Linked DNA regions of Mus musculus: regions 2 and 3 are each linked to region 1. The links are chromatin contacts, called in public Hi-C and Micro-C maps. All regions are on one chromosome and are shown on one strand. The core of a region is the stretch at or near the end of the contact, and the rest is flanking DNA. Distances in the headings are between cores, read along the strand shown.

What was found. Hi-C and Micro-C count contacts between places; a contact is called where the count stands out from the background.
Region 2: a Hi-C map of cortical neurons shows a contact between it and region 1, with 4 times the contacts expected there. The contact joins the promoter of P3h1 here to the enhancer-like site in region 1. A contact is called at or near these places in 2 of 39 promoter capture datasets (the 3T3-L1 cell line and liver), 5 of 484 Hi-C or Micro-C datasets (B cells, the G1E-ER4 cell line, cerebellar granule neurons and 1 more), 2 of 115 datasets of contacts at active chromatin or transcription factors (astrocytes and forebrain) and 1 of 9 other capture datasets (liver).
Region 3: a Micro-C map of the G1E-ER4 cell line shows a contact between it and region 1. The contact joins the promoter of Cldn19 here to the enhancer-like site in region 1. A contact is called at or near these places in 2 of 39 promoter capture datasets (the 3T3-L1 cell line and pre-B cells), 4 of 484 Hi-C or Micro-C datasets (B cells, the G1E-ER4 cell line and cortical neurons) and 1 of 115 datasets of contacts at active chromatin or transcription factors (astrocytes).

What each region holds. Positions count from the first base shown.
Region 1 is chr4:120,379,077-120,382,859 of GRCm38.p6, forward strand. The region is part of intron 3 of Gm36574 (a long non-coding RNA gene); the gene reads right to left. Among named protein-coding and RNA genes, the nearest start is that of Gm36574, 16 kb to the right of the region's middle. Within about 2 kb of position 1,820, at least 116 of the 459 cell types and tissues checked have an H3K27ac peak or open chromatin away from gene starts, as enhancers often do. A contact at or near this core is called in astrocytes, cortical neurons and liver, where this site is marked.
Region 2 is chr4:119,231,103-119,234,885 of GRCm38.p6, forward strand. It overlaps P3h1 (prolyl 3-hydroxylase 1), which reads left to right and starts at 1,813. Exons shown (of 15, transcript NM_019783.2): 1 at 1,813-2,328. The coding sequence starts at 1,855. It overlaps AU022252 (expressed sequence AU022252), which reads right to left and starts at 1,622. Exons shown (of 5, transcript NM_001012400.2): 1 at 1,481-1,622; 2 at 1,252-1,367. The coding sequence starts at 1,559.
Region 3 is chr4:119,253,621-119,257,403 of GRCm38.p6, forward strand. Cldn19 (claudin 19) reads left to right here and starts at 1,849. Exons shown (of 5, transcript NM_001038590.1): 1 at 1,849-2,175; 2 at 3,266-3,430; 3 at 3,532-3,616. The coding sequence starts at 1,953. Gm12927 (a long non-coding RNA gene) reads right to left here and starts at 3,630. Exons shown (of 2, transcript XR_376592.4): 1 at 3,247-3,630.

The DNA of each region.
Region 1 (3,783 bases), core at 570-3,069:
CGCACTAAATCTAAAAAGTCAGTAATAGCAGTCATTCATAGCAATAATATTAGATTATAAATTAAAGATGTGTAAACAGCAAGCATAAACCATTAGAAAACACTGACAGTGATAAATAGGACATATATGTATACCACTTAGATAACCTCGGGAGACAGAATAAATCCAATTGAATATGGTAAACGGCAGAATTAAGTATTTGGAGGCAAGAATTGAAGATTTCACTTAGGATGCAAGAGTCAAATTATAGGACACAGGAAATAAATAATGTTCTGGGGAAAGTTGGTTTGTACATAGTGTCAGTGAACAGCCTACATTCCCCTGAGTGACCTAAGCAGTCATTTAGGACAGCATCTCTGACCACAAAGCCGTGCTCAGTTTATAAAGGGGAAAGCAGGTAGCCCCAGAAAAGCTGCTGGAACAGCAGAAGGCATCAGCTCTTGGCTAAATGCTTTGGTTTCCTTTGAACTGGTGGGATAGTTAGGTTCCATCTGGCACTGGGTCCTTTTAATGGTTTGAATGAAAATGGCCCCCAAAGGCTCATAGGGATTGACATTATTTGAAAGGATTAGGAGATGTGGCATTGTTGGAGTGGGTGTGGCATTGTCAGAGAGTGTCACTGAGGGTGGGCTTTCAGGTTTCAAGTGCTCAAGCCAGGCCCAGTGGTCACGCTGTCCACCTGCTGGCTGCTGATCCAACTATAGAACTCTCAGCTACTTTTCCAGCACCATGAATGCCTGCACGTTGCCATGTTTCCTGCCATGATGATAATGGACTATATCTCTGAACCTGTAAGCCAGCCCCAGTTAAATGTTTTCCTCTATAAGAGTTGCTGTGGTCATGGTGTCTAGTCACAGCTCCATAAAAACCTTAAGACAGTTCATAGCCTTGTCTTGTCAGGATAAGAGTCAGTTGTATCCAGCAATAACTTGCTCATGGCCTAATCTTTTGTTAGTCTTTCCTTCCTGTCTCATGGGACTTTTTAGCTGTGTTTCTTGGGTCCATCCCTTCAGTAAACTGCTTGCATGCAAATCCTTGTTTCAGAGTTTGCTTTTGGAAACTGGAATGGAGATAAATAGAAAAGAACCATAGCTTAACCAAGATGCAACTTCCTTCCAGAGTGGTCCAGCCTTATGTAGTGTAGGACTAAGACAACTGCATAAAGTCTTCCAGTGCTGCCCCTACTCCAGCCAACTCACACATCTTTCAAATAGAAAGAAACAGGCCAAGGGCCAACACACTCATTTGCATTAAAGATGTTTCTCCAAGGCTCCTGGTTGCATTCAGTCTAGAACTACTGAGAGTGTGGCTTTATTCTAAGAGGCCATGCACCTAATTAAAGGATAGATTTTATTTGCTAAGGAAAGTGAGGTTAGGTACTGGGAAGCAAGTAGCATTGTATGGCCCTAGCAGCTCAGGGATGCAGGTTGGAAAGTGCTATAGAGGGGTTCCGGAACGGAGGGATTGCCAGAGAAGCAAAATTAAAGCGGCAAAGACTAAGACTTTTGCAGGATTAAAGGGGGATTTGAAATGCATACTCAAGGATGAATGAGAAAAAGAAAAGTAAGTCTACACTTTGCCTGGTGAAGCCGTTCAAGGCCACACTTCCTCATTCTTCATGTGGATGCCCTGTGCTGAGCCACTCAGACTCTTGAGCAGTGACCGCTGACTTCTCAACTCTGAGCTCCATGATGTCCTACGAAAGCTTGAAATCAGCCACCACGGAGAGAGACTGCACATTATCCTCAAACACTACAGAGCTCCCCACTGCTGAGAGCACGAGGCTGTGTTGCAAGAGTGAGTCACTGGCTGGAAGGCATGAACTCTCTGGGATGAGTGTGGGATTTGGAAGCAGTGGCCTTGGTTGGAGCCAACTCTCAACTATATCCCGTTGGGAAATGATTTAACTTCTTCCACTCAGTGTGATACAAAGCTAGGTCTGAGAGGGTGGCTGTGAATACTTCGTCTGCCAAAAGTGTGCCTCCCCCTTCCCAGAAGCAGAATGGCCTGACTCACGGTCCCCAGAGACCCTCCCTTCTTAGAAGCAAAAGAGTGAAACCTCTGGCTACAGATTTCGCCAGGTTCCTGGTCTCTCCTCTTCCTGAAAGGTCTCTACCGCCACCTATTGTTCATCATTTGTTTCTGCAGGCCAGCCTTTCTGGGGAGAATTGCTTGCTCCTGAAATGGCCTTAAGAAGAGCACTCAGCTAGATGGAGCCAAAGACACATTAGCTGTCCTAACAGTCACTGTCTGGCCTGTCAACAAAGCCTGCTCCCTGTTGCCCTCCAGCTCCCGCTGTGTGCCAGCCTTGCTGTGCATCCTGAGAGCAGAGGGCAGAAGGCAGGGACCCGTGTCTTCAGCATTCATGCCCCTTCTGGTGCAACCATTCTAATTCAGTCCTTAAGATGCAATGTGCCCTTATTCCTTATCTGGAAAATGGAAGCTGAAACCAGGAAGTAACATTCATTTAAGGTTACTAAAGCTACTAGGTGAGCAATTGAAGTAAGATTTGGTTTTAGAACCTCTTTCTACAAGTCCAAGTATCTAAAAAAATTATTATTATCATTATTATTATTATTATTGTGTCTGTGGCATGTGTGTGCACATGTGCTTATGTACAGCACACAATATGGAGGCCAAAGGACAACTTGCAGATATCAGTTCTCCGCTATCTTGTGGGCTCTGGGAATTGAACTCGGATTGCCAGGCTCATTGGTAAGTGCCTTTACCCTTTTACCCCGTGAGCCATCTCTCTGGCCCAAGTCCAAGACTGCTCTTTTCCCCACAATTGCATCTATCACAAACTAGGCATTGAGATGCGCAGTGGGTCTATGTATTAGGCTCTTTTAAAATAAGGAAGCAAAGAGGTCACTAAGCAGGGTCAGGAGACCCACACCCAGGGTCACATTGTCTCATTAGAACTGGCGAGTAATCTTAGTGACCCTCAGTGGTATTCAACGTCACCAGGAAAAAAGGACCGGGTCAGATGGTCTCAAAGGTTACCATAAACATGTGGTTGTGACCTCCAAAGATACTGGCAGGATAAACCAGTCTTTGTTATTTCATAGATGTGCCACCATGGGCAAGTTATTCATCTTGGCATACATTTTCCTCTCTTCAAAAATAAGAACGTGAAAGTCTTCATCTGAAAGAACCTCTGCAAACTGTTTAGTTCCTAATAGATGGTAATTTGTGTTCATTTAAAAAAAATACATTGGGCCTGCATGCTACTTAATTCCTTTTGTTAAGCCACCGAGACTGACCACGTGAAAGCCTGGCTCACTACAGGCAGGGCTGTGTTAATTCCTGCAAGGTAAATCTGCACCACTATTGCACACAGAGCTGCAGACAAAGCAGCTGTTGAAGTCATCTGTTTGACATGCACATTCCTCATAAGATCACCAGGATTTACAATGTCAATAAAATTTGACATTCTTAAGACAAAGCGATCCCCAAAGAGCATTGTTCTACCCTAAGTTTCATCGTTTATGATACCTTTGCTATGTGGAAACTTAAATCCTAAACTGGGCTATTACTGTGAGGTCCAGTTTGTGAAGCTGGGACTACACTAGCCAGTACTCACAAAGACCCTTATTGTGTGCCAGGTCCTAAGTAGGTTTCCATATAACTAAGTTAACAAATGCAGTGTGAATTAGCAAAGGGACAAGATACTGGCTCCTCCTGGATCACAAATGACAGGTATCAGGCTAGGGAGATAATTTAATAGACAAAGTACCTATCTTGAAACCATAATGACCTAAGCTCTATCCCCAGAACCAAGAT
Region 2 (3,783 bases), core at 563-3,062, 1.1 Mb before region 1:
GTTCTCTCTGTGGCTGAGTCCACTACCGTCACTCTGAAACTCAAAGTGTTGATTGCCCAAGATTTTGTCCCTAGCTACCTCCCTCCAATAGCAGCCTGATTAAACAAACACGTGATAGTCTTCTAAGCCTGTTTTTGAGCCCACCTCTCTTAAAAAAAAAAAAAAAGTAAAGTTTTAATTAAAAAGGTTTTTCTAAACATTTGAATTTTTCTTAAATACTACAACAGACATTTTTTGTGTGAGGGATTTTTGGCATGTCAATCATTAATTTTCTTGATCAAAACAAACTCTTGAACACGATAACTGCCAAATAAGCTAGTTTATACAAGAGAAAGAGAACACTAGAAGCTTTTAAAGCAGCCAGGCTCCGACACTGTAAAAGAGTCTTCAGGGGAAGTCTTGCTAAGAGAAGGAAACTGGAGTCCCACTTAGCCCTATGAGCCTCTCCACCTCAAAGATCTCATTTTACAGATCCAGAGCTCCAGAGAGAAACAATCAAAACCAATCTGTCAAAACTTCTACGGTCTTTTCCATTATTTTGCATATCTTCTTTATTTTACCTATTATGGAAACCGACGCCTAAGCTCTGGACATAGTAATACTGACTGTATCCACTGAAATTCACCATGTGTGACAGCGACCCTTGTAATACCCAGCCTTTGGGAGGCTGAATTCAAAGCCAACCTGGGCTATACAGCAAATGAAACTACCTCCAGTTTTATTGTGTGTGGTCTTTTTTTCAATAGGAATTTTACCCTGTGCCTTTTTGCATGCTGTTTTTGGTAGTGCTAAGAATCAAATTCAGGGCTAGGCAACAGTAAACTACAACCCCAGCAGTTTTTGTTTTATTTTGTTTTGTTTTTTTAAAAAGGAAAGAAAGAGCATATATTTAAGTTCCACAAGCTCCTGGGTAACAGATAAAGACCTTATGGGAAGCAGAATAAAATGTGACTATTTAAGAATTTGGTATAGAAGCCATACATTTAATCCCAGCATAGGGTTTTGGGGTTGGAGGGTGGGGGAGGAAGGTGGATCTGTCAGTTCGAGGCCAGCCTAGTCTATAATATAGAGAGTTCCATGACAGCCAGAGTTATGTAGAAAGGCCCTGTCTCAAAACAAACAACAACAGAGGAATTGGGATAGAGTGATCCTCTTCGTGTGAAATGGAATGGTAACTTCAGTACTGCCGAGTTCACAGGCTGTCCCGAGCCCAAAGAGGCAGGGTAAAGTACGGAGATGGCTATTCCTCACCTTCTGCACCTGCTCGGCGAGCGCCACGAGGTCTAAGGGGTCCCCGACCCGGTGGGTGTGGTAGGGGCTCACCAGAGCCAGGCCGCCGGGGGTCGGGGTGAGCTCCACCAGGGCTCCTGCGATACACACCCGAACACAGGCGTAAGTTGAAACCCTCAGCCTTCCGTGAGCCAGCAGGAAAGAGCCACCCGGCTGCGACCTCCTACCCAGGCAACTCAGTCCCACCTACCTCCAGGACCCGCCGCCTCCTTCACCCCCAGATTTCCCGTACCACTTTCGTACCGGCCGGGAACCCCGGGGTCCGCCATAACAGCACCTCGGTCCCACCACCCGCAGGGAGCTCAGTCTAAAGCGCAGGCGCACAACAGCTTGTGGGCGGGGTTTTCTCGTTCTCAGTCCATTGAGCTGTGCGCATGAGATTAGAGGCGGAGCCTCACGAAGAGTAAGTGTTTGGATTGGTTGAAAGCAAGAGGCGGTACAAGTTTCCTTGCCACGAGCTTCTGGACTTGGGGCGTGGCTCGTCTCTGGGCGTGGCTTCTGTGGGGGGCGGGACTCTGGAATGTGCCCCAGGCGAGCAGTCCCGTTAAGTGGAGGAGCAAGGCCATGGCGGTGAGCGAAAGGAGGCTGCTGGCAGCGATGCTAGCGGTCGCCGCCGCCGCCGCCTTACGGGTTGCGGCGGAGTCTGAGCCGGGATGGGACGTGGCAGCCCCTGACCTGCTTTACGCAGAGGGGACCGCGGCCTACTCGCGCGGGGACTGGCCCGGGGTGGTCCTGAACATGGAGCGGGCGCTGCGCTCGCGGGCGGCCCTGCGTGCCCTCCGCCTGCGCTGCCGCACACGCTGTGCCACCGAACTGCCGTGGGCACCGGACCTGGATCTCGGTCCGGACCCCAGCCTGAGCCAGGACCCGGGCGCCGCCGCCCTGCACGACCTGCGCTTCTTCGGAGCCGTGCTGCGCCGTGCCGCCTGCCTACGCCGCTGCCTCGGGCCGCCCTCTGCCCACTTGCTGAGTGAAGAACTGGACCTGGAGTTCAACAAGCGGAGCCCGTACAACTACCTGCAGGTCGCCTATTTCAAGGTGCGACTGGTCCGGAGCCCGGTGGCCGGGAGCGACCTGGGGAACTTGGGGAGCAGAGCAGGGATGAGACGGCAGGGAGGCAAGGGACCTCTTGGCTAGGGAGCTCTTGGCGGACTTTGGGAGCTTCACCCGGTTCTTATGGGCAGATGCTAACCCTAAAGGTCCAGCCAGTAGTGACAGCCCAAGCCAAGAAAAACCTGACCTTTTTCTTTTGGGAAGGCCTCCTAGAGGGAACCGAGGCGGCCGCTAGGGTCTCCCAGCAGTACTTCATTGCAAGTGTCCAAGTGCTTCTGCAACATCTTCCTTCCGGTTCGTTCTCCAATCATGCTTTCCCTGCTCCCTAATCCAACAGCAGCGCTCTTTCAGGACGTGGGATTGCCACGTCGCCAGCAGGGGCTGCCTGGCTCCGCCCTGTGGAGGACCCTCTAGCTAGTATTTTTGGGTTTTTTGTTTTTAAGAAAATGACTGTCTTTTGGGATGCCACAGCGATTTAAGGCCAAGTCAATAAGCGGGCTTGGAACGCCAGCCTTGTCTGCCCGTGATGACTGGTAACATATATTTCCAGGACTCCGTTAAAGCACTTTACGTTTGTTTATTGCCTCATTTGCCCTGATACATACAGTATCCTTTGAGTAAATGATATTAGTCCCATGTTAGGGGGGTGGGCTGCTCATGCAGACTACATAGCTACAACAGTTTCACAGACCTTTCAGTTCTACCTAAAGAAAGACTTAGAGGCTCGTGGGGACCTCAGATTTCTGCTTTGTCCCCTCGGTTCCTTCTGGTTACTGGAAAGCATGCTGGGATGACTGGGTTCTTACTGATTGGGTCATGCCACTTAATAGCACTACTTAAAATTCGTTGCCATTTATTGAGCACCTACTACATTCCAGTTCTTGGACAGGTGGTTAAAATGATTGCTCCTTTGTTTTTCCTTGTGTCACTGCTAGGAGTCACTGTACTAAGGGCTAACAAAAAAGGTTATGTAGCTAAGTTAGGACTGGGGGGAGACAAAGGAGGGAAACTCCAGCTTTGCCTCAGTTAAATTAGGCCTGAGAGAGAGGAGCCACTGAAGAATGGTTATTCCCCAGAGAGGGGAAATTGGAGCTAGAGTGTGATATATCTGGGGCCATGGGGTAGTCCCGTCCGTGACTCCTGCGTGGGGAGACTGGGAGTGACTAAGGAGTTTAGTGAGGCTTCTGCACACCTCAGGCAGCCATCACCAGACCTCATTTTCAGAATGTTAATTCTGGAAGGAGAAATTGGTGGTGGTGAAAACAGGAGAATTAGGAGCCCAGTCCACCAGAGGAAGCTAGGTGCCAGTGCTCAGAGGGAAGAAAGGAAGGGCTGGGGGTGCGTAGCAGAGGAAACAGGAGTAGTCCTGAGTGCTCAGGAGTGTAAGCTGGGCATGGTGGCACAGTGCTCTACAGCAGCCCTAAGATGCTGCTATTCTGT
Region 3 (3,783 bases), core at 599-3,098, 1.1 Mb before region 1:
CATTAGTAGGGAGCAGCTTATGAGGCACTCCCATCCCTATCCCCACTCCCTCCAAAAGGCAGAAAGGCAAAGACATGGGGAGAGGCCATAGGAACCAGCACCTACACAGCCCAGTTACCTGCCTAGTTGGAAGGTCTGCCTTGAGGTTACCTGAGCCTTACTACCCCCAGGAGTCTTTTGCTTGTATCTCCTGCCTCACTCTGGGCTCTGGTAATCTCCCCTGTTTCCTTTGGTTCTGTTGTCTTATCGTTCATGGCAGGAGAATTTGAAGTCTGAACCATCTTTTCTGTCACCCTTCTGGCCCCCACTGCTATTTTGGGGATTGGCCAGCTACTCTAAGAAGCAGGTCCAGTGTGCACAAGAAGTCAGAGGGACCCAGTGTGTGGCACTGTCTACCAAACAGCACTCGCCCCTTACCCAGCTTCCCCCAGGTCCCTGGAGCTGAGCTGGAGCTGCAGGCCATACCAGGGGCCCACGCCCTGAGCAGGCACATAGGCTTGCCATTGTCTGAGAGTGCCAGGCACCCACGTGAGGAATGTAAGGCAGCAGGCTGGGGGTTTGTCCCTGCTGTGGGGGTTGAAGGTGTGGGGGAGGAAGCTGGCCATGTTGCAGCTCAGGAAAGGCAGTGGGATGGATGCAGGGGATGTAAGAGAGGTGGCTGGGAGGCTGGAGCGGGAGCAGGGGTGTGACATTCCTCCTGCACCCATGCCAAGCCTGTGGGGCTGAAATGAACGTGAGAGGATTGCTAATGAGACCCAGGGGAGTTAAACATTCCCTGCTCCCGAGGGCTGAGTGAGAAGGGGCGGGCAGGGGTCTAGGAGCGGTGAGCCTGAACCCCAGGAATGCACAGAGGCCCCTGCCCCTGCCAGGCTGTTCTGGAGCTAGGGGCCAGGGCCTGCTGTCTCAGGTCCCAGCAGGAGCTGCTGAACCAGCCAGCAAAGGGATTAACTGGCTGAGCAGTTCTTCTTCCTCCAAGTTCAGGACAGATGCTGGCGCAGATCTCCCCAGCTCCCCACCACGTCCTGAGGCTGGCAGACAGCTACCACTGGCCCAGTTACTGTGGGTCCCTCTTCTGACTCCTCAGATCGCAGACAGACCCCATAGCACATCTTCCCTGCTTTGGCCTCTCCCATTTTGATAGACATGGTTTCCAGGTACCTAGGACTCTTCTCCCCAGCAGCTCATATTTAACTGAGTCTCTGCACATCTGGCCTTAAAGCCCTGATCCAAAACTAACTCCAGGGGATCTAGGTCAGTGGTAGAGTGCTTGCCTAGCATGTACAACAAAGCCTGGTTTCCATACCCAGCACACACACACACACACACACACACACACACACACACACAGAGAGAGAGAGAGAGAGAGAGAGAGAGAGGAAGAGAGAGAGAGAGAGAGAGAGAGAGAACTCTATAGTTTTTTCCTGCTGTAACTAAAATTTCTTTCTTTTTCTGTCCTCAAGTCAGTGGGCAAGAAACCGCCGCTTCAGATCAGGCACTGAAGCACAGCAAAGCCATCCACTGAGCTGGTGCTGGGGAAGGGATTAGGAGAATCCCAGAGCACTGGAATCACTCCTAAAGGGGTTTCCCTGGTTAAAAGGGGGAAGAGTCACTCCTCCTAGCCCCTCCCTTCCTTACTATTGAGACAGGGAGGGCAGGGGTACCCCAGCTTGGATCCTAGGTTCTACCCTCCACTCCCAAGAAACTGGGCGAAAAGAGCTCTGCTGGGGACTGTCTGTGGGCGGGTTTTGGCCTTTTCCAGCCCCAAGGCCGCCCCCTGCATTCTGGAATCAGCAGCCACTGCCTCTGCTGGCCAGCCAGCCATCCCCTCTCCTCCTCTCCTCCTGTGCCACTTAGCTCCCCTTTTCCGGCTGTTCCTCTTACCATGACCACAACGCTCCTCCACACCCTGGCCCATCTCTGAGTCCTGGAACTCTCAGACTCCTACCTGGGCCATGGCCAACTCGGGCCTCCAGCTCCTGGGCTACTTCCTAGCCTTGGGCGGCTGGGTGGGCATCATCGCCAGCACTGCCCTGCCACAGTGGAAGCAGTCTTCCTATGCAGGCGATGCCATCATCACTGCCGTGGGCCTCTACGAAGGGCTGTGGATGTCTTGCGCCTCTCAGAGCACCGGGCAGGTGCAATGCAAACTCTACGATTCACTCCTGGCCCTGGACGGTAGGCCTCCGGTGGGAGCCGGGGAGGGGGCACTGACGGGGCACTGACTGGGCTGGGGAGGTTGTCGGCAAGCTTTTTCACAGCCTGTCCTTAGTGCTGGGTGGCACACTCCAGCCCCTGTGGGAGTCCCTAACTTCTGTCCTGTGTACACCGGAGAGTCCAGGCCAGTCAGGTCTCTAGGCTCTGAGGAGGCAGGAACACAAGAAGCTGGCAGCCTGGGCTCCCGGTCCTAATACCCACTCATTCAACCCTTGCGTTCTAATGTTCTCCTGTGTAACCAGGCCATTAATACACAGGGCATGGGAGGGTGGACTGAGATGAGGGTCTGGTTTCATAAGCCTGTTATCATTCTCCACTCCTCTTCTCTCCATATTCCATATTGACAGATATGTTTACACACACACACCGACACACACACACACACACACACACACACACGGACACACACACACACACGGACACACACACACACAGAGTCAGACACCATTACAGCTCTGACCTTGGGGACCATCGCACTTGCACTCCGACAGGGCTCAAAGTAGAGCCCACACAGTCAGTCCCACTCACACTGGTCCAGACAAACCACTGGCCTGCCTCCCTCAGGGATCTAAGTCTCCTGCTGCCTGGGGCCTAGAACTGACCAATACACTCCCAAAGAAAAAAGCATAGGATTCCATGATTGACAGGGACGATTGACAGGGTTGCTGCTGGGAACCAAGCTGGGTTTAGCTGGTTCTCAGGCACTTTCAGCTCTACCTCTGGTGATCCTGAGTGATACTCTGCCCCATCTCCTGCTGCTTGATTGAGGGTGTACCAGACCCAGGAGAAAGGAGCCAGTCAGGGCCGGTGGGAAACGGGGTCAGCAGTGACAATGACCTCACTCTGCCCCCTCTCCTCAAACACTCATTGTCTCTTCTCACAAGCAGGCAAGTGCTCAGGCCTCTTCAGGCTTCTACCCAAGCCCTTCCACGCCAGCTTCCTCTCATTTCAGGTCTAACACCTCCATTTTGCACCCCCCTACAACCCCACCACCCCACCACCCCTCTCCGAGTTCCCCACTCGTGCTCAGACCTTTCTTAACCTGCCTCAGGTCATATCCAGTCAGCACGAGCCCTGATGGTCGTGGCTGTGCTCCTGGGCTTTGTGGCCATGGTGCTCAGTGTCGTGGGCATGAAGTGCACTCGGGTTGGAGACAGTAACCCCACTGCCAAGAGCCGTGTGGCCATCTCCGGAGGTGCTCTCTTCCTCTTGGCAGGTGAGTGCCCAGCTTCCTCTCCCCTCTTGACTATGTGGCTAGCCCAGCTTTTGCGGCTGGCCGGCCCAGGCAGAGCTGAGCTTCCCTACTTGGTTCTTTAGGTCTCTGTACTTTGACTGCTGTCTCCTGGTATGCTACCCTGGTAACACAGGAATTCTTCAACCCCAGCACTCCTGTCAATGCCAGGTGAGTGCTGGGGCTGGGCCTCCTTCCTATCTGTCCTACCCGGGCCCAGGGCTGTCACTTGGAAGAGGAAATAGGTAACAGGCCCCAGCTAGTTTCTAAGAAAGGAGAGCCACGTGAAGTCTGAAGTCTAACTCCACGTTCTTGCCGGGGTGACCTGGATCACTTGT